Regions from separate parts of the Ovis aries genome. Here all the other regions are linked to region 2. The links are chromatin contacts, called in public Hi-C maps. All regions are on one chromosome and are shown on one strand. The core of a region is the stretch at or near the end of the contact, and the rest is flanking DNA. Distances in the headings are between cores, read along the strand shown.

Evidence for each region. Hi-C and Micro-C count contacts between places; a contact is called where the count stands out from the background.
Region 1: a Hi-C map of tail adipose tissue shows a contact between it and region 2, with 4 times the contacts expected there. The contact joins the promoter of RSAD1 here to the promoter of ANKRD40 in region 2. A contact is called at or near these places in 11 of 16 Hi-C or Micro-C datasets (blood, hypothalamus, liver and 5 more).
Region 3: a Hi-C map of liver shows a contact between it and region 2, with 4 times the contacts expected there. The contact joins the promoter of SPATA20 here to the promoter of ANKRD40 in region 2. A contact is called at or near these places in 13 of 16 Hi-C or Micro-C datasets (blood, hypothalamus, liver and 6 more).

What each region holds. Positions count from the first base shown.
Region 1 is chr11:35,970,487-35,974,520 of ARS-UI_Ramb_v3.0, forward strand. It overlaps RSAD1 (radical S-adenosyl methionine domain containing 1), which reads right to left and starts at 1,707. Exons shown (of 12, transcript XR_003590679.3): 1 at 1,509-1,707; 2 at 1,024-1,157; 3 at 714-918. ACSF2 (acyl-CoA synthetase family member 2) reads right to left here. Exons shown (of 15, transcript XM_060395538.1): 14 at 3,926-4,034; 15 at 3,322-3,793. The coding sequence ends at 3,500.
Region 2 is chr11:35,757,842-35,761,373 of ARS-UI_Ramb_v3.0, forward strand. It overlaps ANKRD40 (ankyrin repeat domain 40), which reads left to right and starts at 1,859. Exons shown (of 5, transcript XM_012185883.4): 1 at 1,859-2,257. The coding sequence starts at 2,242.
Region 3 is chr11:35,907,202-35,910,812 of ARS-UI_Ramb_v3.0, forward strand. It overlaps SPATA20 (spermatogenesis associated 20), which reads right to left and starts at 2,204. Exons shown (of 17, transcript XM_042255816.2): 1 at 2,093-2,204; 2 at 1,382-1,564; 3 at 955-1,134; 4 at 790-854; 5 at 452-606; 6 at 230-373; 7 at 1-147. The coding sequence starts at 1,079.

The sequences.
Region 1 (4,034 bases), core at 457-2,956, 210 kb after region 2:
GGAGTCGGGGTGGGGATACTGGCTATAGAAATACCAAGGGCCAACCTGAGAGGAACACATTTCTCTCCCCACTTAAAACCCTTCAGTGACTCCCTTGTCACCACTAGGCAAAATTGCAAGTTTCCTAGTCTGGTGCTGAAGACTTCTGGGCCCCAGCTTGCAACTTTGTCCCCAGCCTCTCCAGTCACGAGGAATGGCTCAAAGGTCCTCCCAAACAGGCAAGCTCTTCCAAATCCGGTCTTTCCCCCTCAACACCCTCCTCTGATGGACTCCTCTTCCTTATTCAATCACCTTCTTCAGGAAGGTTTCCATGATTTTGTCAGACTGACATGCCCTTCAGGCCATACTCTTGAAAGCCTTTTGTAGAGACCCCATTCACAAGCAGACTTTATCATGCTGCAATGATCTGACCACCTGTCTGCCTCCTTCTGTGTCTCCAGTCAGGTAGTAAATCTTTCAAGCATCTACTATGTGCCAGGAATTGTAGTGGCTGCTTGTAATACCGGGATGAACAAAAAGGCACGCATGATCCCTGCCTATTAGGGCTTGTAGTCTAGCATTCAAACAGACAAGTAGGTGTCATCACACACTTTTCAGTGCCTACAGGGCCCTGGCACAAAGGAGGAGCTCCACAAATATTTGCCCTATGAATGAATGTGACTGGATGAGAGACATCCTGGATGTCCCAGGATAATGTGGGTGAGATGGGTTACCTGGAGGCCAATGGACAGCCTGTTGACTCCTGCTGCCCCAAATGCTGCCAGCCTGGAGCCTGAGGCCGAAGTGGGGTTGGCCTCCAGTGTGACTTCAGAGTCTGCAGGCAGGTGAGTTGCCTGGGCCACTGCCTCCAGGACAGCTGCCACAGTATGGGGGCTGGCCAGACTGGGGGTACCCCCACCAAAGAACACAGACTCCACTCTAGGGAAAGAGAATGGAGATGAAGACATGGCGGAGCCCTCCAGGATGCCTGCAACCTGTTCCGCTGCCCTACACAATTCCCAAGACCCTGCCCCCAGTACCCACCGTCGCACTCCGCTGAGTCTCAGCAGCGTCTGAGCCTCGGTCACCAGACAGCGCCTCAGAGCAGCCTCGTCCACACCACAGGGGATGTACTTGTTGAAGTTGCAGTAACTACAGCGCTTCTCGCAGTAGGGCCACTGGGGGTAGGGGGCATGTGAACCGGATGAGAGGTGACCCTGGGCTGCCCCGGCCATTTCCAGGGTTCAGTCGCACACACCCCCATCCTGATTCCGCGGTCCGTCAACCTCTTAGCCACACAACTCTCCAAGGGGATTAGTAAGCCCACTTCAGTAGGAGAAAACTGAGGTTCAGAAGGGAAATCACTTGCCAAGGTCAACGAGATTGTGCACACCAGAGACTTCAGTTCTCCGGGCCAAGACCTTTCCCCGCCAGGGAACAGGTCCCAGACCTCGTCTCGGGCCGGTGAAGGACGGCAGGCGGGCCCGCGGCCCTGCGCTCCCGCCACCCCGCCTCCCCTCCCCACTCACGTGGACGTAAAGCGCGGCGCGCCGGCTCCCGGGCGCAGGGCTCTGGGTGTTGGGTCCTCCCGCGTCCTCCGCGCGGCGGCGCCTCTGAGCCATCTTGGCGGCCTTCACCCAGCCGCGGGCCTGGGACCGCGGGAGGGCCATGGCGCCCGCTTGGCTGAGCGGCCCGTCGCGCGGGTCAGGACGCGAGCCCGAGAAGCCCGGGGTAGGGCTTACGGTGCGCGCAGAGCCGGGCGGGGCGGGGGTGGGGGTAGCGGAGCGGCCGCCCCGGCGGAGGGACTGGGGCTGCGTGGCCGCGCCCTTTGTCGGAGCACCGCGCTAAGGGCTCGGGGGCGTAGCGCCACCTGCTGGGCACCGACGCCCTCACCGCAGCCGCCCTGCCGTCCTTTCTCTGGCGGCTGGAGGTGTAGTGGGGCAGCTCCGCACTTGTTGGCACCACATCGCGAGCGAGTTCCTGGATCGATCCAGGACCTGTTAGTTCGTTCAGTAGGTTTCTTCACGTTTTATGTGCCTGGCTCAGAGTTTCGGCGCCGAGGACATCCAGATGCATAAGATTAGGGCGAAGTGCAGGTACACGAGACAGAGGAGACGTAAACCAACAAGCGACAACAGGCAACCGATTTAATTCAGCACCTCCTGGACGCCAGGCCAGTGTGCTTCGTGCTGTGAGGTTGGTCTGTTACAAGGGCTGTGGAATCAGTGGGGGAGGAGAGGGCACTTGGACTGAAGGCTGCAGGGGCAGAAAATCCCTGCTTGGTCAGGAGCGTAGGCTGTCACCAGGGTTGGGCCAACCCCAGGCATCTGCTGTGAGGAGAGTCAGAGATGATGTATGTGGGACAGATAGGGTTCAGAAGAAGGGCTGGACAATCAGACACCCGAAGAACTGTCCCAGGAAGTGGAAAGACCATGGGCTTTGGAATCAGGCAGCTGGGTTCTAATTCCAGCTGTGTAAATTTGGGCAAGACACTGAACTTACTGAGTTTTCAGTTTCAGCCTTTGTGAAGTGGGGCTAATGCCTGCTTGACTGTGTTCTTGGGAAGATTTCAACAGGAAATGTTGGATGTATCTGGATATGGATGTGTCTGTATGTATACAGTGACTGGCACTCTAAACACCCTAAATTTATGTTCATTTTCTGAAAAGCAAAGATGAGGCTGCTGCTGCTGCTGGGAGCAAACAATGGGAGATAAGGCTTGCAAGCAGAAGGAACTTTTCCTTCTGTCTCTGAACTAGAAATCGATGTGCTTAGCTGTTTTTTATTTCTTGGCTCAAGCTACAGCTTGCTTTATCCTGCTTTAACTGCCCATTAAGGAAGCCCTGGTTTCACTGACTAAGAAAAAAGATAAAAATTGGTTTGGTTGGGAGGGATGGGGGGGCAGGGGGGTGTAGAATGATAGTTAAAGGGTATAGAGTTTATTTTTAAGAGGTGATGAACATTTTTTATGTTGACTTTGTAGATCAGTGCACATATCCGTGAATATACTAAAACCATTGAATGTAACACTTTAAATGGGTGAATTGGGTAGTAGGTGAATTATAACTCAATAAAGCTATTTAAAAAATACTTCTTGCTGCACTAATCTGGCAACAATGTGAAAAAGAAATGTGTGCTGATATCTAATTGTGTTAGATTAGATAACACCCTAATTGTGTTGATATCTCAAAGGGATGAGCGAGGATTAAATGAAGTAGATAATGCACACCAAAGTGCTTAGCACCATTGTTGACAAGGAATAGGAGTTTTAAAGTGCTTTGGGTCTCTTCCCTTCTCCATCCTGTAGCAGCTGCAAAGAGAGCACACCAGCAAGAGACCAGCCAAAGTAAACAGAGAAGCTCTTTATGCCAGATCACAGAGCAGACGTGGGGAATGTGGGAGAAGGGCAGGGAGGAAGGATCTTCTCCCTTTATTCACAGGTTTAGATGTTGCTCCATCTGCTCCCGAAGTTTGAATTTCTGGATCTAGAGGAAAGAGAAGGAAGTGAGAATTAGGCAAGCTAGCTAGGGTGTCCAAGCCCTGCTGGTTTGCCTGCGACTGAAGAGTTTCTCAGGCTAAAGCCAGGAAAGTTCAGGGCAAACCAGGATGAGCCGACAAACTTGTGACCCAGCTGCCAGCCTCTCAACAGACTCTGGCTCATCACTCTGGGAGGCTCAGGCAGGGCCACCTGACCTTCTGCACCTGGGCTCCAACTTCCCTGCCCCTCCCTAGTCTCCTTACATACCTTTCCTGAGACGGTGAGGGGGTAGTTTGTGACAAAAACGATGTACCGGGGAATCTTGAAGTGGGAGATCTGCAGGCCAGAGGGGGATAAAGCATGAGGTTGGGCAGGGTCACGGTGGGCAGTGGGCTGACAGGTTGGCAGGCAGAGGTTATTAGAGAACTGAGCAACACGGTGATGCTTGGGGTGAATTGAGGCTCCCACCTTCCCTTTGCAGAAAGCCTTGATCTCCTCTGCCGTGGTCTTCTCCCCTTCCTTGAGCCGAATGCAGGCACAGATTTCCTCCCCCATGCGGTCATCCTTCACTCCCACC
Region 2 (3,532 bases), core at 609-3,108:
AGGTGGTGCTAGCGGTAAAAGAACCTACCTACCAATGCAGGAGATGGAAGAGACCTGGGTTCTATCCCTGGGTCGGCAATATCCCCTAGAGGAGGGCATGGCAACCCACCCCAGTACTCTTGTCTGGAGAATCCCATGGACAGAGGACCCTGGTGGGCTACAGTGGGTAGGGTCACAAAGAGTCAGACACAACTGAAGTGACTTGGCATGCAGGCACCCAGAGGTTTTTAAGAAAATATTTATGTTCGTTGATTCGATAGTTATTGTAGGGCACATGGGTAATTTAACAAATAAATCCTTACAAAGAGAACTCACAGATTTTGATGTGCACTCGCTACCAAGCTTTTTGAACTGCTATTAAAAAAAAAAAAAAAAAAGAGGCCACTATCTACTCCCCTGTCACTTGAATTGTACTGAAGGGCCCAATTCCAGTACTACTCTGCACATCAGTTTCAGGTGGAGTACCATGCGGAGAGTTAAAAGTTTGTATTGGGGGACAAATGAAAGTGTCACCTCAAGCAGAGTTCCAGTTCACTATAAGGTCAGTGTAAGCATGCAGTCAGTTTATATTCAAACCATCTGGTGTGCACTGTGTACTGTGTGAATGTCTGTAACACAATAAACAGATACGAGTTTTTCATAAAACAGTAGCAAGAAGAAAGGGCATCCCCGGTGGCTCAGTGGTAAAGAATCCTGACTGCCAATGCAGGAAATGCATCCCCTGGAGTAGGAAAGGCAACCCACTCCAGTATTCTTGCCTGGAAAATTCCATGGACAGGGAGTCTGGCCGGCTACAGTTCATGGGGTTGCTGAGTGACTGAGCACGCAGGCACAGCAAGAAAAGTGCTTGCTGCGCAAACCCTGGGCTGCCCCAAGAGAGGGAAATGAAAACTCCATGCCTAAATTTGTCATTTCCTATTTTATCTCTTGTGTTCAGGCCTTCCTCCTCCCCACCCCAGGGTTACTCCTTAATCCTTCCAACCCCATCTGCAAGCTTCCATCCTGTGCCACATTGGAAGATCTTGCCCAGGAACCTGGGCTCAGCAAAACAATACTCTTCTTTTTCTCCTGCTGTGTAGTAAAGCAGCGCCAGCCCAGGCTCTGAGCCTCATTAGATTGATTAGCCAGAGAGTCAGGAAGAATGCTGTTTATACTTGGACCACTTCTCTCCCTAGCTCCTGATATTAAAGACTGGGATAACTTGAAAGCCTCTTTGGTGTTCTTTTCTATTTTCCTTACATGGCCTTCACGAAGAGTAATTAATTATGATTTAAAAGCAGTAACCAAAAAAAATAAAATAAAAGCAGTAATGAATCACAGTTTATAGACTCTGAGCACAGTATAAATATTTTTCCTGAAAGCCGAATTAGAAGAAATCTCTAAAATGTGAGTAAGACAACAGCAATTGAAATAAATAATCGAACTGAATGGTCCCAAGCAGTGTCAAAAGAAAGAATCGTGTATTCTATTTCTGCAATAATGGGCATATAATAGTGGGATCGTTTTCGGCCCATTTCCCCACCCTGCTAGGCAAGAGTTGATTCAGATAAGGAAAAAGAGCCACACAAACTGGGGAAAAAACAAAACCAATTATTACTATTATTTTTGTCTGTTTTCTTAAATCAATTATTTTTGATGCGTGGTAAACAGCCTGCTCCAGAGGATTAGGCCTTCCTGGCTCTCAAATACGCATTCTTCCCTTCCCTCGTTTCTGTCCTCCTCTCCAGAAACTGCCGGGTGGGGAGGTCTAAAAATAGTTGGTGAATCACGGCAGATAATATTGTGCAGCAGTTACATAAACAGCCCGCCCTCGCGCGCGCGGAGGGTAGGAACGGAAAATATCTGGGTCAGGGTTGTCACTCTGAATAGGTTCCCCCAGAGCCGGCCTGTGGGAGGCGCGGCCGGGAGGAGGTTTAGGCCCGCGGGCCGGGAGCAGCAGGGGAGCAGCGGGCGTGCCAAGAAGGGGGAACGGAGGCCCCTGGCTCGGCACGGGCTGCAGCGCGAGCGGGGCAGCTGTACCCCGCGCGGCCTCTCCATGGCGGGGAGTGGTCCGCGGCGGCGGCGGCGCTGACCGGCCGGGGCTGGGCGGGCGTGCCCTAGCGGGGGCCTGGGGCCAAAGAAAGATGAGCGCTCTCCTCGAGCAGAAGGAGCAGCAGGAGAGGCTGCGGGAGGCCGCGGCCTTGGGGGACATTCGGGAGGTGCGGAAACTGGTGGAGAGCGGGGTGGATGTGAACTCCCAAAATGAGGTCAACGGCTGGTAAGTGGGGAGCGGGGGAGGCCTAGGGTCAGAGCATCCAGCCCGGGACGCGACCTCGGCCTAGCGCAGTCCCGGAAGCCCGCTAAGGCGTGGCCCGGCACCCAGAGCCAACGAGGTTGTGCGCTCTGGAGGCTAGCACTGGCCCCCCTGCCTCGGAGAGTCTGCGGCGAGTCATGCCCAAATCCCGGCCCACGTGGTCCTGCGCCGGCAGCGCCCACCCGAACGCTGGCGCCCCGTGCCCCGCCGACCCCACCCCCACCCCCACCCCCATAACGTGTGCCAAAAGGTGCTGATTACTCTCACGCTCATTCGGAGCTCACCCAAGTTCGAGTTCGGAATTACTCTGAAGAACACATCTGTGCAGAGCAAAAAGCATAAACAGTTGAGCAAACGTGGATCTTGTAAACTAGCACGATTTCTTTTCCCAAGACTAGGGAAAATAAATCACTTGCATTGCTATTCTGCTTTTCTGTTGCCTTACTGCAGCAGTGATTTGCTGCTACCTACAGCTGCCTGTGGCAGGAAGACTCATTCATTAATCCTACATAATGTTTTGCTTTGTTTTCTTAAGACAGTTTGAAATATGAGACTTTATCCAAGACTTCAGATGCCTGCCAGTGATTGAGTCCTTCCCAACTAAATAAGGAGTCACATTTTAAGAAGTGCCGGTGGTCAATTTTTTTGTATTAAGTTACTGAATGTGGTGTTATTCCGCTCTCTTCACATTTAAATTTTTTTATTTGATCCAAGTAATGCTAATCAGGCTATTTGCTAGCTGAGAATTAAAGTGAGTTTGCAAATGTTTTATTTTTTAAAGTGGAATCATACAGTTTAAAACTAAAGGGAACATTGGAGATAGGTTCAATCCCAGAGATTAACCTGCCCTAGGTCACACAACTATTAATAGCCAGGACCAGAATCAGTTTCCTTACTTCCTCACAAGTTTATCTGCCAACTTACCCCAAAGAAAACAGCCTGGGTAACTGTTCAGAAAGCCAGGAAACAGTAGAAACTGCATTTTTGTTTTATTTTGTTTAAGTGTTTACAAACTAGCTTGCTTTTCTGTGTGTGTGATTTCTAGCATTTCTGTGTGGTTCACAAGCTGTGAATCACTGTTTTGGCACTGGGAGGCAGTGTTGTGTAGAACAAGCCTGGACTTGAGTGCTGGCTCTTCTCCATTCCTGCTTAGCAATATGACCTTGCCAGAGTCACTTCATTTTCTAGTTATTTCAGAAGAGTTGTGAGCATTTAAGGAAATGCAGCATAATATAAATA
Region 3 (3,611 bases), core at 954-3,453, 150 kb after region 2:
GCGGCTGTTCATGGTGGCAGCGGAAGGTGGCAGCTGGCGGTCACCCATGCTGATCGCCGACCGAGCCAGCAGAGCCGTGGTGACCCGCTGACTGTTCTCTAGCAGGGTGCTCTTGTTCTGTTTCCACTGCGGGAGGCAGGGGCAGACCTGGAGGTCAGCATGGGGTGAGGGCCCCTTGCTTCCCTCACCCTTGACCCCTGGCCCCCTCTATTCCCCAGTGCCTACCCACCTGGTCCCGTATCCTCATCAACACCGTGCGGAAGCCAACTCGGGTCAAGCCATCCTCAGGGGGAAAGTAGGTGCCCCCCACAAAGGGCTGTAGGTTGGGAGTCAACCACACACTCATGGGCCAGCCCCCACCACTGCTGGTGGCCTGGCAGAGAGAGGGCAAGGGTGAGGGGAGCAGCCCCATGTACACGGGCAACCACCCAACCAAGGGAAGACCACTCACCTGCACAAAGGTCATATACACCTTGTCCACGTCAGGCCGCTCCTCCCGGTCCACCTTCACGCTGACAAAGTCCTCACTGAGCAGGCGGCCAATCTCCTCATTCTGGAAGGACTCCTCTTCCATCATGTGGCACCAGTGGCAGGTGGAGTACCCCACTGGAATAGGGCCATGGGGGCCCGGGAGGACCAGTGGCTGGTCAGAGAGGGGCAGCCGAAGGACTCCAGCTGGGCCTATGATGCCCTAGCATCTAGTTTCCTGGAAGGCCCCAGGCCCAAAAGAGCCATCCCCTATCTACCACCACTCCCCTGCACCCATCCCTGGAATGGTGGATGCAGTACCTGAAAGAAAAATTGGCTTGTTTTCTTTCTTGGCCTTGTCGAAGGCTTCCTGTCCCCAGGGGTACCTAAGGCCAGTAGAGTGGGGCATCACTCACTAGCTCCGGAGGGGGCCAGTAAGAAGATTGAGGATCTAGCTGCCCAGGAGGGCATCAGGAGAGGACTCACCAGTCCACAGGGTTGTAGGCATGTTGCAGGAGGTATGGTGACTTCTCATTGATCAGGCGGTTGGGGACCTTCGGGGGCGTGGACTGAGAGCAGTTAGTCCGGCTCCCCTTCCCTCCAGCAGGCATGGACACTGAACTACTGACCGTCACACTTCGGTCCTTGTCCCGGGAGGAGCTACCCCTGGTGTAGGCAGGTAGGTCAGGCAAGTCAGACCAGGAGTCTCCACTGCTTCCACCTACACCCAGCCCAGAGGCCCACCTGACCACCGTGGAACTCTCCCAGAACCCCCTGCTCCCAGCCCAACCCACCTTTCTGAACCACGGGGGAGACCGTGGCCTTTGTGCTCCCCCTTGTGTTTTTGGGGGGGTGAAGAAAGGTGGTTCATTGGGGGCTCCCTGCCAGGTTAGTCTCCCCCAACCTCTCTGACCTGGTGGTGGGAACGATGATGACTGTGAAGTCAGGGCGAGTCACAATGGATGGAATGGTCCTTCAGGCTCCATTCTCTCCCCTCACCGGGCCCCACCCAGGGTGACTGTGCTGGAGGTATTTCTGGCATGCCTGCCTGGGTATATGATCTGGGCAGGAAGGCTGCTGGCTGCTGTGTGTAGGACTGGGCCAGATGAGGGGCAAGGAGAAGAAATTCATTTGGCATCAGGGACTCCCTCACTCAACATCCATCCAGTGGGCACTTCTGGGGGGCCAGGTCCTGTGCCAGACCCCCATGACCCTCAAAGAATCAGTAGCTGGCTCTGATCTCAGGGAGCTCAGCCTGGGAGGGCAGCATGGGCGGGGCAGGCCTAAGTAATGACAAGCCCTTGCAGCATCGAGGGCTGTGACAAGCCAGCCCAGGGTGCTGTTGGACAAGGACCCTTGGCCCAGCACTGGGGTTCAAGGAAGGCTTCCTGGAGATGGTGTCAGAACAGAGTTCCTGGGGCAAGCGAGCCCTGCAGCTGGAGGGGAGGGAGGGAGGAGAGGATTACTGTCTGAGCCCGGTCGGAGGAGCTGGCCCTAGTCTTGGGGGAAGGCAGGCATGGGGTGGGGAGGTGACCGGGCAGGCACAGGGGACCAGCGCCAGGACAACTGACCGCAGGGCTCCGCAGGCACCGGCTGCTGAAGCGTGCTCCTCTGCCGCCCGTACCTGTAGCTCAAGGCGAGGACTGGCCCGGCCCCGGGCAGCAGGAAGCCGCGGCACCGGCACCGTAAGGCCCGCGCGCCCAGCATGGCGGCTGGTGGCGGTCGGCCCGGACGCTGCGGACAGGAAGGGAGGGCGGGAGGGAAGCTGCGACGGGCAGGCCCAGGCACCGAACCGGCCGCGGGAGTGTCTTCGCCGAAAAGGCCGGCAGCAGGCTGGTCTCTGAGCGCCGCTCGGTGGCCGATCACGGGACTGCAGACCGTATACTCGGGGCTTAGGCGGACACTGCTGCTGCTAAGTCGCTTCAGTCGTGTCCGACTCTGTGCGACCCCATAGACGGCAGCGCCTAGGAGGACACAGGTCTGTGCAAAAAACTGGGTGGACTCGATAGGACATAAATCAGGGCCTGCGGGGAGGTAACCCTCTTACGGAGAATATGGAGGCTGTGAGGATGCCAGGGCCTTGGAAAGCCAGAGCCTCCGGTCATTTTGTCCCAACTTTGTCCGTTTTACAAAGGAGAAATGAGGTGAGAGGCAAAAGGTGTGCCTTTTCCAGGCCATCCAAACTGGGAGCTTCGCCTTTGCTCTGCCCCCTCACCTGAAGGTCCTGCTCAAACCCCACCCCCTCAGGAAGCCTTCCCTGAATAATAATACTGAACCAACTTTCAGGTGTTATCAGGTATTTTATGAGTCTCATTTACTACCCTTAGTCAACATTTATTGAGTGCCCATGAGACACTCTGCTAGGTACAACAGTGGGCAGAGAGAGACCAAGCCATCCCATCCTTGTGTTACTCACAGTCTGATGAGCAAGGCAAAAACTAATCCAACAGCTATACAGATTAATGTACAACCACCCACTGTGAGACGTGCCATGACTAGGTATCACAAGGAAACTGGTCTGGTGGGAGAGAGGAGGGGGAGGGCCTTCCTAAGGAAATCACATTTGTGTAGCAGCCTTCGAAGAACAAGAGGATGCAATCTGGAAAGGGCTTGGGGGACTTGCTGGGGAAGCAGGGGAACAGATGTGCAAAGGCCCTGTGGCAGAGCAGTGAGGCAGGGCTGAGGTGCTGCAGAAGCCAGCACAGAGAGGCGCCGATGAGGTGGTGACGTAGACAGGGAGGAGGGCAGGGGCCAGGTTTTGAACTGTGAGCAGGAGTTTGGTTACTGATGAGAGCAGAAGAAAGCTGTGGAAGGGCTTTAGTCGAGGGAGTGACCTTGCATTTTGGAGAGGTCCCTCCAGCTTTCTGGTGGTGAATGGACTGTAAAGAGGCACGAGTGGAAGCAGAAGGGTTCAAAGGCCATAGCAGGACCCAGAGGAGAGCTCTGGGAGGTCTGCACTATGCCAAGGTAGAGATGGAGGGAAGGTGGTAGACTTGAGGTCAGCAGAAAAGGAAACATCATCAGGATTGCCTATTGGGGGCGGTGTCAAGAGTGAAGTGCAGAATGGGGCTGGTACTGAGAAGGAAGGGGGGCACTGGGAGAGGGTCAGGTTGGGGGCTCAAGAGGTCCTGTTTGGATGTGTT